Linked DNA regions of Sus scrofa: region 2 is linked to region 1. The links are chromatin contacts, called in public Hi-C maps. All regions are on one chromosome and are shown on one strand. The core of a region is the stretch at or near the end of the contact, and the rest is flanking DNA. Distances in the headings are between cores, read along the strand shown. Region 1 holds the start of GABPB2 (GA-binding protein subunit beta-2). Region 2 holds the start of OTUD7B (OTU domain-containing protein 7B).

Region 1 (5,722 bases), core at 907-3,406:
GAGACCAATAAAATGAACAATCACACTCTGACCCTACACCTTGTTCCCACTCCTTCCAAAATTACTTCTGGTGATTTGTGTTGCCATTTAATCACTTCTTTAATAAAGACATTCAATCCCAGGACTGGACTCTTAGTTCTCTCTCCACAAGGGAAGCAGTACAGAGCGCCCACGTTCAGCTTATACATAATATCTAATATTAACTTTGAGGAAGAAGGATTTGAGTAGCCTTTATACATTAAAATGATGAACTTTATGTTGAACAGATAGGTGACAAGAAAAAGGGTGAAATCAACTTAAAATTATTATTATTTTTCTTAAGACCACACCAGCAGCATAAGGAAGTTTTCAGGCTGGGGGTCGAATTGGAGCTGCCGGCCTATACCACAGCCACAGAAACACTGGATCCAAGCCACATCCTCCACAACGCTGCAGCTCAGAACAATGGATCTTTAGCCCACTGAGCTAGGCCAGGGATTGAACCCACATCCTCATGAATACTAGTCCCCTGCTGAGCCACAGGGCAACTCCAACTCAAAATTATTTAAAGTGTTTTGGGAGAAAGCTGTAACCAGCCACTCTTGTGCTTGCCCAATAACGAAGTATTTGAGGTAATAATGCTAGATGCCTCAGGAGGTACCTGTGGCATTAAGTCTGCCGTTCATCATCTCAGCCTAGGTGCCTACAAAAAGAAACAAATTAACCCAAATATGTTATATGCTTATTTATAACTTGCCTCATTTAAAAAATAAACAATTTGGGGGAGTTCCCGTCGTGGCGCAGTGGTTAACGAATCCGACCAGGAACCATGAGGTTGCGGGTTCGGTCCCTGCCCTTGCTCAGTGGGTTAACGATCCGGCGGCGTTGCCGTGAGCTGTGGTGTAGGTTGCAGACGCGGCTCGGATCCCGCGTTGCTGTGGCTCTGGCGTAGGCCGGTGGCTACAGCTCCGATTCAACCCCTAGCCTGGGAACCTCCATATGCCGCAGGAGCGGCCCAAGAAATAGAAAAAAATAAATTAAAAAAAATAAAAAATAAAAAATGATAAAAAATAAACAATTTGTACTGATTTACAAATAGCTAATGGGTACCTACTATATGAGGCACTGAGCCAGACAACCTAAGGATGTAAACATGAATGAGATAAGATTTTGACCTTCAAATAAAAAGGGAAGCCGTAAATACCAGTTGGGACATTATGCCCTAAGTCCTTTAAAGAACAAGAGGAGGGAGTTCCCGTCGTGGCGCAGTGGTTAACGGATCCGACTAGGTACCATGAGGTTGCGGGTTCGGTCCCTGCTCTTGCTCAGTGGGTAGACGATCCGGCGTTGCTGTGAGCTTGTGGTGTAGGTTGCAGACGCGGCTCGGGTCCCGCGTTGCTGTGGCTCTGGCGTAGGCCGGTGGCTGCAGCTCCGATTCAACCCCTAGCCTGGGAACCTCCATATGCCGCGGGAGCGGCCCAAGAAATAGCAAAAAAAAAAAAAAAAAAAAAAAAAACCAAAAAAACAAGAGGATCTAGAGAAATCCAGAAAAGAGGGGAACCATGTAAATCTTCCCCATAGGGTTTGAAAGGCCCATCATCAACGACAAAAGCCAAAATCGAATACAAAATGGAGCAGTGATCTGTCCTTTTCTATGTCTACCTATTTTTGAAGGTCTTCTTTCCCAACTTGTCGCTGTCCTTCAGCTTACGGCGAAAGGTGGGTGCAGACAGGAATCAACTGTTTGGTAAACAAAGTGGCTAACTGGATTTGCAAACTCCCGTTCCATCCCCTTTCAGCACCTCCAACCCCCTCAAACAAGACTCCGATATCTGTTTCATTGAGTTGACAGCTCGGCTCTAGGCTCTTTACCTCTAGGCTGTAATTAGAAATGTGTCCGTCGGGCACCAGAGCTCAATTCACGCACAAATCCAGGCAACGTCCCAAACATCTTCGCCCGAGGTTGAGACAGAGAAACAGTTTCCTCTTCAACCTTAAACTGGCCCCTAAACTGGTTGCTTCTAGCTAAATGCAAACCCAAGGCAGAGATCAGTTTCTCTCAGTGGTTCGCCGGGATTCTTGGCGCCAAAACAAACCATCAGGTCCGTCCCCTACCGGAACTATATGACACGTAAGACGCGTAATCGACAATCCTCCGCCTCGCTAAATAGTCCCGTCTGAGATAACATAGATACGCACTACTTCACCTCAAAAGACTTTCGGAGAATAGAAAATGAGCCTCAGGGGTGCATCACCCTTCTGTTCGAGTGCAAATGTGGATTTTCTAACCACATTCTCTTCACAGATTCTTCCGCCAGAAATTATATTCGCCGTCTTCACTTCCGGGTCCGCCATTTTGCAGCCTCCATTTCTCCACGAGGGGGGGTTAAAGGCCCCCAAAATATGTATATATGAAAAGGCCAAAAAGTAACCATCATTGACAGGGAGCTTTAACTAGAGAAGGAAACAGGACCAAACTGGCGGGCTCGGCGAAAGCACAGCCGGCAGCGTCCCGGACGAGGAGGTAAGGAGGGAGGAGAGATGTCTGGGCTCTGGGGGGCGTCAGGGCTGGAAGGAAGACTGCCTTGAGAAGTTGCACCGCCTCCTAGCCCAGCCCCGGACCTCTGGGTGCAGACAGAGCGGCGCCCCTTCACTGGAACGGGGTTAGCTGGGGGAAGGGGACGAAGAGGAAGGGGATGCTGCCGGGAGGAAGGGGAGGGGACTAGGAGGAGGTGAAGAAGGGGGTGGGTGTAAGACCTGGGGCTGGGGAGCCGGACCGAGGGAAGGCAAGGCCACAGAGGTGACCACTAGGGGGCAGCGCGGAGCCCGATCCGGGGGTGGCCCTCTAGGCTGAGACCTTGGCTCCCTGCCACAAGTTGACTCTTCCAGAAAGACTGAACATTGCTGAGGCGCTGGGGGAGTTGTGATAGATGAGAAAACGGAGATTCTAATTCTCTGACCCGAGTGTTAGCCTTAAGATTATTAGTGAGCTCAGTAAACTGAGAAATAGCAGCAAGGGCCCCGCCTCCAGTTCTTGCAGGGTTGTTTGTACAGCTGGCGGCCCAGTGGGGACGTGTGCAATAGAAAAAGGAAAAAAGGTTGGCAAATCATGAGTTCTTCGATTTCATTTCTCCTTGCCATTAGCTTTCTCCTATTCTCACAGATTTTTTTTCCTTATTTTTTAGTTTATTGAAGTCTTGTTGCTTATAATATTGTGATAATCTCATAGATTTCCTTGAGTGAGCAGACATCATCCCATTCCTCTCCCTCTTACCAGAAGGACTTTTCTCTCTCAACTCTTTTTGTTTTTAATTTTTAAAATCAAAATGTCATGCGGAAGTTCCCTGGCCAGGGATCGAAGCCACACCACAGCAATGACCCAAGCTGCTGCAGTGACAACGGGGGATCCTTAACCCTCTGTGCCAGAAATATATTCTTTTTCGTGTTATTTTCCGTTATGGTTTATCAGAGGAAATTGATTACAGTTCCCTGTGCTACAGGGTAGGATCCTGCTATTTATCCATTCTGTATATATTAGTCTGCATCTGCTAATCCCAAACTCTCAGTCCTTCTCTCTCCCATCCCTTAGCCCCCTTGGAATCCGCAATTCTGTTCTCTATGTCTGTGAGTCTGTTTTTGTTTTATAAATACGTTTTTTGCTTTTTGGGTTCCCCCCACCCCCTAGCACTCATGGCATGCAATAGTTCCCCAGCTAGGGATCAAACCTGCACTGGCCTGTGCCAAAGCTGCAGCAACACCAGATACTTAAGCTACTGCATCACCAGGGAACTTCTGTAGTTCCTGTTGATTTGTGTCGTATTTTAGATTCTACATACTTGGTAGCATATGGTACTTGTCTTTATCTTTCTGACTTAATTCACCAAGTATGATGATCTCCATCCATTTTGCTGCAAATGGCATTATTTCTGCAAATGGCATCTTTTGGATGACTGAGTAATATTCCATTGTGTGTGTGTGTGCGCTACATTGTTATCCATTCATTTGTTGACGGACATTTAGTTTGTTTCCATGTCTTGGGTTTTGGAAATAGTGCTGCTGTGAACATGCTGGTGCAAACATCTTTTCAAAATTTTTTTTCTTTGGCCACATCTGCAGCTTATGGAAGTTCCTGGGCCAGGGATTGAATCTGAGCTGCAGCTGTGACCTATGCCAAAGTTGCAGCAACACTGGATCCATAACCCACTGCACCACAGCAGGAACTCTCTATCTTTCTGAATTATGGTTTTTTCTGGGTATATGCCCAGGAGTGAGATTGCTGGATCATATAGCAACTCTATTAGTTTTTTTTAGAAATCTCCATACTCTTTTTCGTAGTGGCTGCACCAGTTTACACTCTCACTAAGTGTGTAAGAGAGCCTGATTTTCTCCACATCCTCTCCAGCATTTATTTGTAGACTTTTCATCTCTTTTTAAAAACATCTATGGAGGGAGTTCCCGTCGTGGCTCAGTTGTTAGCGAACCCAACTAGCATCCATGAGGATGTGGGTTCGATCCCTGGCCTCCATCAGGATCTGGCATTGCCGAGAGCTGTGGTGTAGACTGCAAACACAGCTTGGATCTGGCATTGCTGTGGCTGTGGTGTAGGCCGGTGGCTACGGCTCCGATTAGACCCTTAGCCTGGGAATCTCCATATGCTGCAGGAGCAGCCCTAGAAAAGGCAAAAAGACAAAACAAACAAAAAAAGAATGGAAGTACTTTCTGATAATAGAGTACTTTGTGGTCAAGAGCTCAAGCACTCCATCAATTATTAAAACATGTTATTGAAAATTCTTGGGTGCTGGTTTGGGAAAGGGTGTGGGTTCTGTTTTTTTATTCATCTCCAGTATTCTAGGAGGCAAATTAGATGAGATTTTTGTTTCTTCTCTTTGTGTGTAGGGAAAGTGGAGGTGCATCCAGTAAGGGAGAATGTTTTTAGTAATCAAGGAGGCCAGACATGCTTATTCCTAGGCTGCATTTCTTATCTGGTAGATAATGCCAGTGTTGTCATAGTATATGATAGAACGGCACATAGTGCGCCCCAAATCCAGTTATTTTAAAAATACATTTTAGGGAGTTCCCGTTGTGGCTCAGCGGTTAGCAAACTCTGGCATCCATGAGGACCCAGGTTTGATCCCTGGCCTCACTCAGTGGGTTAAGGATCCGGGGTTGCTGTGAGCTGTGGTGTAGGTCACAGATGCAGCTCAGATCTGGTGATGCTGTGGCTGTGGCATAGGCTGACGGCTAAAGCGCCATTTCAGCCCCTAGCCTGGGTACCACCATACACCAAGAGTGTGGCCCTAAAAAGACAAAAAAAGATCCTCCCCCCAAAAAAGTATACTTTTTTTTGTTTAACATAGATGCTTCAGATTAACTAAAAAAAAAAGAGTGAGAATAGGGGGAGAAAACAACCTTGAAGAACACATTTCTATGAGACTTTTTTTTATGTTAGATAATTAATGTAACAGCCTGTTTACATTCTAATCCCAAAGTTTAACTACAATATCTTTTTTTTTTTTTTTTTTGAGGGCCGCACCCGTGACATATGCAGGTTCCCAGGCTAGGGGTTGAATCAGAGCTACAGCTGCCAGCCCATACCACAACCACAGCCACAGCAACACCAGATCCGAGCCTGGTCTTCGACCTACACCACTGCTCACAGCCATGCCAGATCCTTAACCCACTGAGCGAGGCCAGGGATCAAACTCATAACCTCATGGTTCCTAGTCGGATTCGTTTCTGCTGC
Region 2 (6,677 bases), core at 2,217-4,716, 890 kb before region 1:
AGATGGAGAAGTAAATTGTCCAAGGTCACTTTAGTAAAAAACAGAACCACAACTTGAACTAAGGTCCATCTAACTCCATAGCCCATGTCTCATAATGAATCTAATCCATAGCCTCCTAAATCCATTTCATATCTGACTGACTCAGAAATTTTACCTAATTTACCTCATTCTTACTTTGTTACTTCAAGGTTTCTAGTCTTTATACTTCATCTGTAGCAGGTTAAACTTGGTTTTGTTTATGTTTTTCCCTAAATGTTAAAGCTTATAATAATAGCCTGCCTTCCCAGTTACATACTGCCTTCCCCAACACCACCTTTGTCCCAAGGGCAAGAACACCTGTTTTTAGATCATTTATATCTCCCCAAAGCCTGTTACCAGAGCTTGGAGACTGCCTTATCCAGAGGAGTGTTCAATCATTATTTGGTAAGGATTTATTAATATTAATAGATGATTTATCATATTTAAAAAACCCCAATTCAGGCATTCATAATAAAATTGTCCTGCATCTACATTCCAGTTATATAGATTTTAATTATCTGCTTTATCAGGGGCTGTTAAGAAGATTCCACAGTCTGCCATTCCACAACTCCTAAGTATGCATAGGAAAGATACTGCTGAAGTCACACTTCAAAGCATTGTTTCACGATTTTTCCCTTGATGGGATCAACGTCTGGGGTAAGGAGAAGGGGTGCTCCCTTATAATGTCCTCTGTCAGCATACTTAGCATGCTTGAGACATTCAGCTCTAAAACTTTAACAAGTGGCACTTAGTGTCCCCATAATAACCAGAAAACTTATTTTTAATACAGAGTTCTTCCATCATAATTCACTTGGTTACATATGTTGAATCTCAAAATCCCAAACTAAGCTTTCTGAGAACTGGAACTAGTGGTGGGTTATTGGGCTGCCCTACACTTATTCTTAGATTTTATTCACTCCTTCAATTCCCATACCCACCCCCAACCCCTGGAATAACATACGTAGTTCAACTAGGGAAAGTTGCTAAATACAAATATAAACAGAATTTGCTAGATATCATCACTAATATTGGCACCAACCAACTCACAAATTAAAATAATTATCGACAGTCAACAGACTCTGGGATCCCAAAAGAAAAAGATTAAGGAAATAAAGCTTCAGGAGAATTTCCAAGCTGCTGGCAACATAACTACACCAAAGTCCAACTAACATTTAACATTCATTACTGGTCAGCCTGCCTTATACAAGTCAGTAGACAGTCCTTTCTTTGGCAAAGGTTTACTTTTTTTTTTCCCCACAAGGGAGTCTTTGGCATTAAATGAAAGGGATAAGTCAAAGCAAGCATCAACAACAACAAAAATAGTAGGAGTTTGGAAACTATCTTCCTTCCATCTTTCCTTCCTGCTTGAATACGTAATGTCCAAAGTGTGTATCTGTTCAGTTCTAAATTATTCATGTTAACGGATGATTATCGGTAGAAAGGTGCTGATAATCCAAATGGAAAAAAAAAATCAAAAAATAGTCTATTTCAGTTTTGGAATATCTTTTCAGCATATTTATCTTCTCAATTATTCCTAGTATGAGCTAATATTTGTATTCATTTGTAATCTCTAAGTACATAGTAACTGGCCACTAACTCAGGGAGGTGCTCCAAAGCATGCTGGGTAGCTAGTGGAAATTAGAACAGACTGGCATTCGGCTTCCAGATGAGCAACACCATTTCATTTATTTTACAGTACTGTTCAGCTTTCAAAATATCAACAGACTAGCACAGCAGGTTGATTACTAAACTTGAAAAGAAAGGCTCAAAGAACAATGAGGACAAAGAGTATAATTGTTTGCCTATAATGTATTCATTTGTAAATTATGCAAAGCAAATGTTTAATTACTAGTCTCATTCTCCCTAACCACCCAGCGTACGTCCTGTTGTCTTCTCCATCCCATCAGGAATACAATCCCATTTACTGGGAAGGAAATTTTCTGGTTTTTAGATTAGCTACCTTTTTGGACTAGCCTTACCACTACCTCTTCTCTCTACTTTGTCCTTTCTCACTTTAGAAATAGGTTGAAAGACAAAGGGCGCCAGCGTCCTCCAAGATCTAAATACAAAGTATGAGAAGCCAAAGACTGAACAATTACCAGCTTCTATATTTTCTAAAAAGTATTTTATGCATATATGTACTAAAACGAAAAGTCCTGCTAATTTTTGTTTTTGCATTCATGAAAACTCCCTGAAGAGCTCGGGAGAATCTCAACATAAAATTTCACCAGTTTCTTTTAACTTAATTTTTATATCTGTACTCTGCCCAGAGAAGCAACCGAAGTTCTAGAGACAGACTACCAAGGCATAGACGGAAAGAGGGGGTTAGAAAAAAAGAGAGAGGGAAAGAAAGAGGGAAAGAGAGAGACTCAGAGCGCTGTTCCTTGTGAGCCGACAAGCTAAAAATACGCCGGCCCAGTAAACAAATCCCATTCCATCCCGACCAGAGCCACACCGTTAACCTAGTAATTATGAGAAGAGGAGTGAGATCACGCAGCCCCCGGCTTACTCATCATCAGCTTCTAAAGTTTCCATCGGGCTCACAGCAACTTTTCTTTTTTCTAAAGTTCATAAGCCTACCGTAGAATCAGTCATTCTCCCTCCCTCCCTCTCACACTCACACACACACACACACACACACACACACACACTTCTTTTTCGCTCCCTTCCTCCATTACTGGACGCACCTCAGTTTGGCTATCCTTAAGGGAGAACAAGCTTGTTTTCATTCTACTTTTATATTGAGACTTTAAAATGAACTTTATCCTACTATGAGAGTAGTAGCCTGCACTCCTAACCACCTTAAAAGTCCACCATCCCTCTCCGAAAGTCTAGCTGATAAGGGAGGACCGTCCGAACTGCCCAGCAGTTGAGGAAGGGAGGCCAAGAATGGGGAAGGAGGGCTGGATCGCGGGACGCAGGTGAAAGGGAGGAGTAACGAGGGAAAGGTTGGGACGAAGCAAGGCACAGTAAGGGCGAGGAGGGGGTGCCGAGAGGAGAAGGCTCTGGGTGAAATATAATCAGAAAGGAGAAGAGGGACCGTGGCGATCAGAGGGTCAGAGTTTGGGAGTCTGAAGAGGCGGGAGGGGCGGGGGCAGACGGGGGAGGGTGACAGGGAGGGGGGCTCCGTTACCCTCGCGACTCCCGGGGCAAGGCCCTAGGCCGGGGCGGAGCGCGGGGCCCGGCTGCCTCTCCTCATTCCACGGCAGTGACCCCGGGGTCCGGCCGGCCCCTCCCCCGACGACGATGGAGTCGGAGGCGGCGGCGGAGAATGCGACCGCGGTTGTTGCTCCGCACAGGATCAGGAGCTGGAGCCAGACGGGACTGATCCGGACTGGCCTCCCCCAGTGGCTTTTTGCCTGCTCCACACTCGGTCGCCACTCTGACTCCGGCGGCTGGTTCAGGATCGTTGGTTTTCGGCCGTCCGGCCGGAAACAAACGCCGGTTTCCGGCCGGAGCGGGTTGGTGGTGACACCCAAGCGGCCCCGGGCCTCCTGCGCCCCGCCTCGCCCCGCCCGGCCCCGCCCCTTGGGAGCCCCGCCCTTAGCGCCGCTCCCTCGGCCTAGGCCAGTTTGGCGCTTGCCCGGAGCGTGACCCCGTGTTTTCCTGGCGCGTGTTCCCAAAGCCCCTGGTCTGCAGAGTTCTTGAACCAGAGCTGGAGAGGTACAGGGTATACCCTCGAGACTTTGAGGTGGAGTCGTTTGGACACAGCCCTTTGGGAAGCAGAGAGAGGAGGGGTAGTTCTAGGAAGGTGAGAGGGATGAGAATACTTTAGAAAGAGAAGACTGAAATTCTAGTTACTCTACGCAATCACTCTGGACTGACCAGAGGGAAATGAACAACGCTTCTTCCAGACCCGTCTCCACCCAGTTATGCACGCTTCATCCACTCATGAACTGAACATACCTTTCCCTATAAACACTCAATATTTATTTACTTGCCTAACGAGGATACCCTATTGACATTTCTGCCTTAGACTCTTAGCCCAATCAAAACAAGTTATGTAGTGCTTTTTTTGGTAATGCCTTTTAACAGCCTTGCAGCATAGTTCAATTCTCAAATACTAATTGAGTCCCTACTATGTGCAAGGCACTGTGCTCATTGATATTGGGAACACAAAAATGATTGACAAAATCCCAGGCATCAAGGATCTTAACACTTTAGTAAAATGCATCAAACTATTACATAAGGCGGAACTCTTATCAGTGCTGTGTGGGTTATAAAGACCTATGACTGTGAGAACATAACCTTTGCCTGACACACAGCAAACCTCCCATATTTGTTGAATGAATAAAGATTTGAAGAATGTGGACAGTTTCAAGTAAGAAGAGCCATTTCGTTAATACCTCTTTATGACAAACACAAAATGGGACCAGTCCCTGCTATAATCTGACCAAATAAATCCAAAATTTTAATTCATATTCCTAACATTGTGACAACTGGCTTGCATGTTCAAAATGTTTATTATCTAAATTGTGCTCCTTAGGCCTATTTAAAAGCAAATATTATAGTCAACTTTTCTGTCCCCTCATTAGATTCTGAAGTCCTCAGTTTCTAAAGGGAAGCCGTTTAGAATTACCCAGCTCAAGATAGAAAATTGACATCTGAAACAGGAAACTTCCTAGACAGCTATGTCTCTTGGGAATATCCTGAGTTTAGAGGTAAGGATTTAGGGCTGGGCCTAGGGTCATACCAAGGCCCAGCAGGAAAGAGTGCCTTGCATGAAGCATGCCCAGGAAGCATGCTCTGGGTTGGCAGGCAGAGCCATTTGGTCTGGGCTTCAAGTATATGGGAACTACAAATTTTAGGTATTGTTCAGTGGCAAATTTGAGGAGGAGTAGAATGAGGCTTGATCACCTAAATTAATTGTCACCAAACTCTGTTGATCACTTCCACCCCTTGCCAGCTAAGTCTGAGGTGAGAGGAAAAGCCCACAGGTAAGGAGCCTCAAAAATCCAAAGCTGGAGTTCCTGCTGTGGCGCAGTGGATTAAGAACCTGACTGCAATGGTTCAGATCGGCGTAGAAGTATGGGTTTGATCCCTGGCCCTGTGCAGTGCGTTAAAGGATCCAGCTCAAATTCAGTCCCTGGCCCGGGAACTCCCATATGCCACAGGTGTGGACATTGAAGAAAAAAAAAGAAATCTAAAACTGTCTTGTTTCACCAAGGCTGTCCCAGGACCAGGTTATGCCCATCCATTAACTATGTCTTTTTAGTTTTAACTCCACTACTGCAGGCTGATTAGGACCAGGTATGGAGTTCAAAGGCACTCTCCATCCTCAGTACAAGGCAGACTTTTACTTTTGGCAGTGACTACAAAAAGTTTCCAAATTTGAAAGCTGGGCCAAGTTGCCGGTCAAACCCATTTAAGTGACCACACTTTACAGGCTTGCCTGGAAATTTAGGGGCCAGGAAGTGATGGGGTTGCAGTTGCTTTGTGCCTGTTTCTTGCTCTGCCCATCCATCACTCATTGTTGTTTGTGCAGTTGCTCAATGGGCTGCTTGTTTTGGGTCAGCGCAGGCTGTGTGGGTAGCAGTGTGGTCAGCTGGGCTGGGAGCCAGGCCACCTGGGTTCTGGTCCCAGCTCAGCCAGCTCCTAATCCATTAAGTGACTCCCTATTCCTCTGTGTCAGTTTCTCTGCCTAGAAACCGGGAAACTCTTCTGTAGTGATGTGCAGCCAGTCAGGCTGTCACTATTCCAAATGCTCAGAAGTAGCTGTCCAGTGTCATTGTCAGAAGGCAGAACACAGCTGGTTATTTTTTGCCCACAGGTAGAAGAATGGTAAGGAAGGAAAGTAAAAGTAGCAGAGAAAACCCTACCGGTGTACCCAGGGCCACACACCCTCATCTGTCATTCAGTACAAAGTTCTTCTCCACCCTAAAGGCCTGTTTCTGTTTACTCATTTTTAGCAATTCTAAGGGCTGCTCCAAGGAGCTCCCAGAGCTTTCACTTTGCTTTGGGCAAGATCAGGAAAAAAAAAAAAAGAGCTTTGCCTTTCGGCAGAGAAACTAGAAGAAGAGATAATTTCAACACTGGGACTAATGGATAGAGTAGGGGGAAACGTTCAGAGAAAGCTATTTTGCAGCTAACCAGGAAAAAAAAAAAAAAAAAACAGCAAATTGTTTGCATTTATATGCTTTTGTGGTAGAAAAGAAAACCAAACCAAAATAACTTCCGTTCCACTATCACCACTATAATTTAGACCAGTGGTTCTGTGGAGTTTTAAAAACTATATGCTGTATGTGCCTAGAAACCTCAGACAACTAACTCAGAAGTCTTGGGACTGAGGACCATGAATCTATTCTTTAAAAACATTTTTTAGGAGTTCCCGTCATGGCGTAGTGGTTAACGAATCCGACTAGGAACCATGAGGTTATGGGTTCGGTCCCTGCCCTTGCTCAGCGGGTTGACGATCTGGCGTTGCCATGAGCTGTGGTGTAGGTCGCAGACAGGGCTCGGATCCAGCGTTGCTGTGGCTCTGGCGTAGGCCAATGGCTACAGCTCCGATTGGACCCCTAGCCTGGGAATCTCCATATGCCGCAGGAGCGGCCCAAGAAATAGCAAAAAAAATAAAATAAAAAAAAAATAAATATATATATATATATATATATATATATATATATATATATATATATATTTTAGACTCTCCAAGTTCTTAT

What was found. A called contact is a pair of places that touch in the nucleus more often than the background predicts.
Region 2: a contact with region 1 is called in a Hi-C map of liver, with 4 times the contacts expected there. The contact joins the promoter of OTUD7B here to the promoter of GABPB2 in region 1. A contact is called at or near these places in 1 of 47 Hi-C or Micro-C datasets (liver) and 1 of 2 datasets of contacts at active chromatin or transcription factors (alveolar macrophages).

Annotation. Positions count from the first base shown.
Region 1 is chr4:98,160,389-98,166,110 of Sscrofa11.1, reverse strand. GABPB2 (GA-binding protein subunit beta-2) reads left to right here and starts at 2,156. Exons shown (of 9, transcript XM_005663482.3): 1 at 2,156-2,503. It overlaps MLLT11 (myeloid/lymphoid or mixed-lineage leukemia; translocated to, 11), which reads left to right. Exons shown (of 2, transcript NM_001244607.1): 2 at 1-121.
Region 2 is chr4:99,051,215-99,057,891 of Sscrofa11.1, reverse strand. OTUD7B (OTU domain-containing protein 7B) reads right to left here and starts at 3,466. Exons shown (of 12, transcript XM_001925669.7): 1 at 3,152-3,466.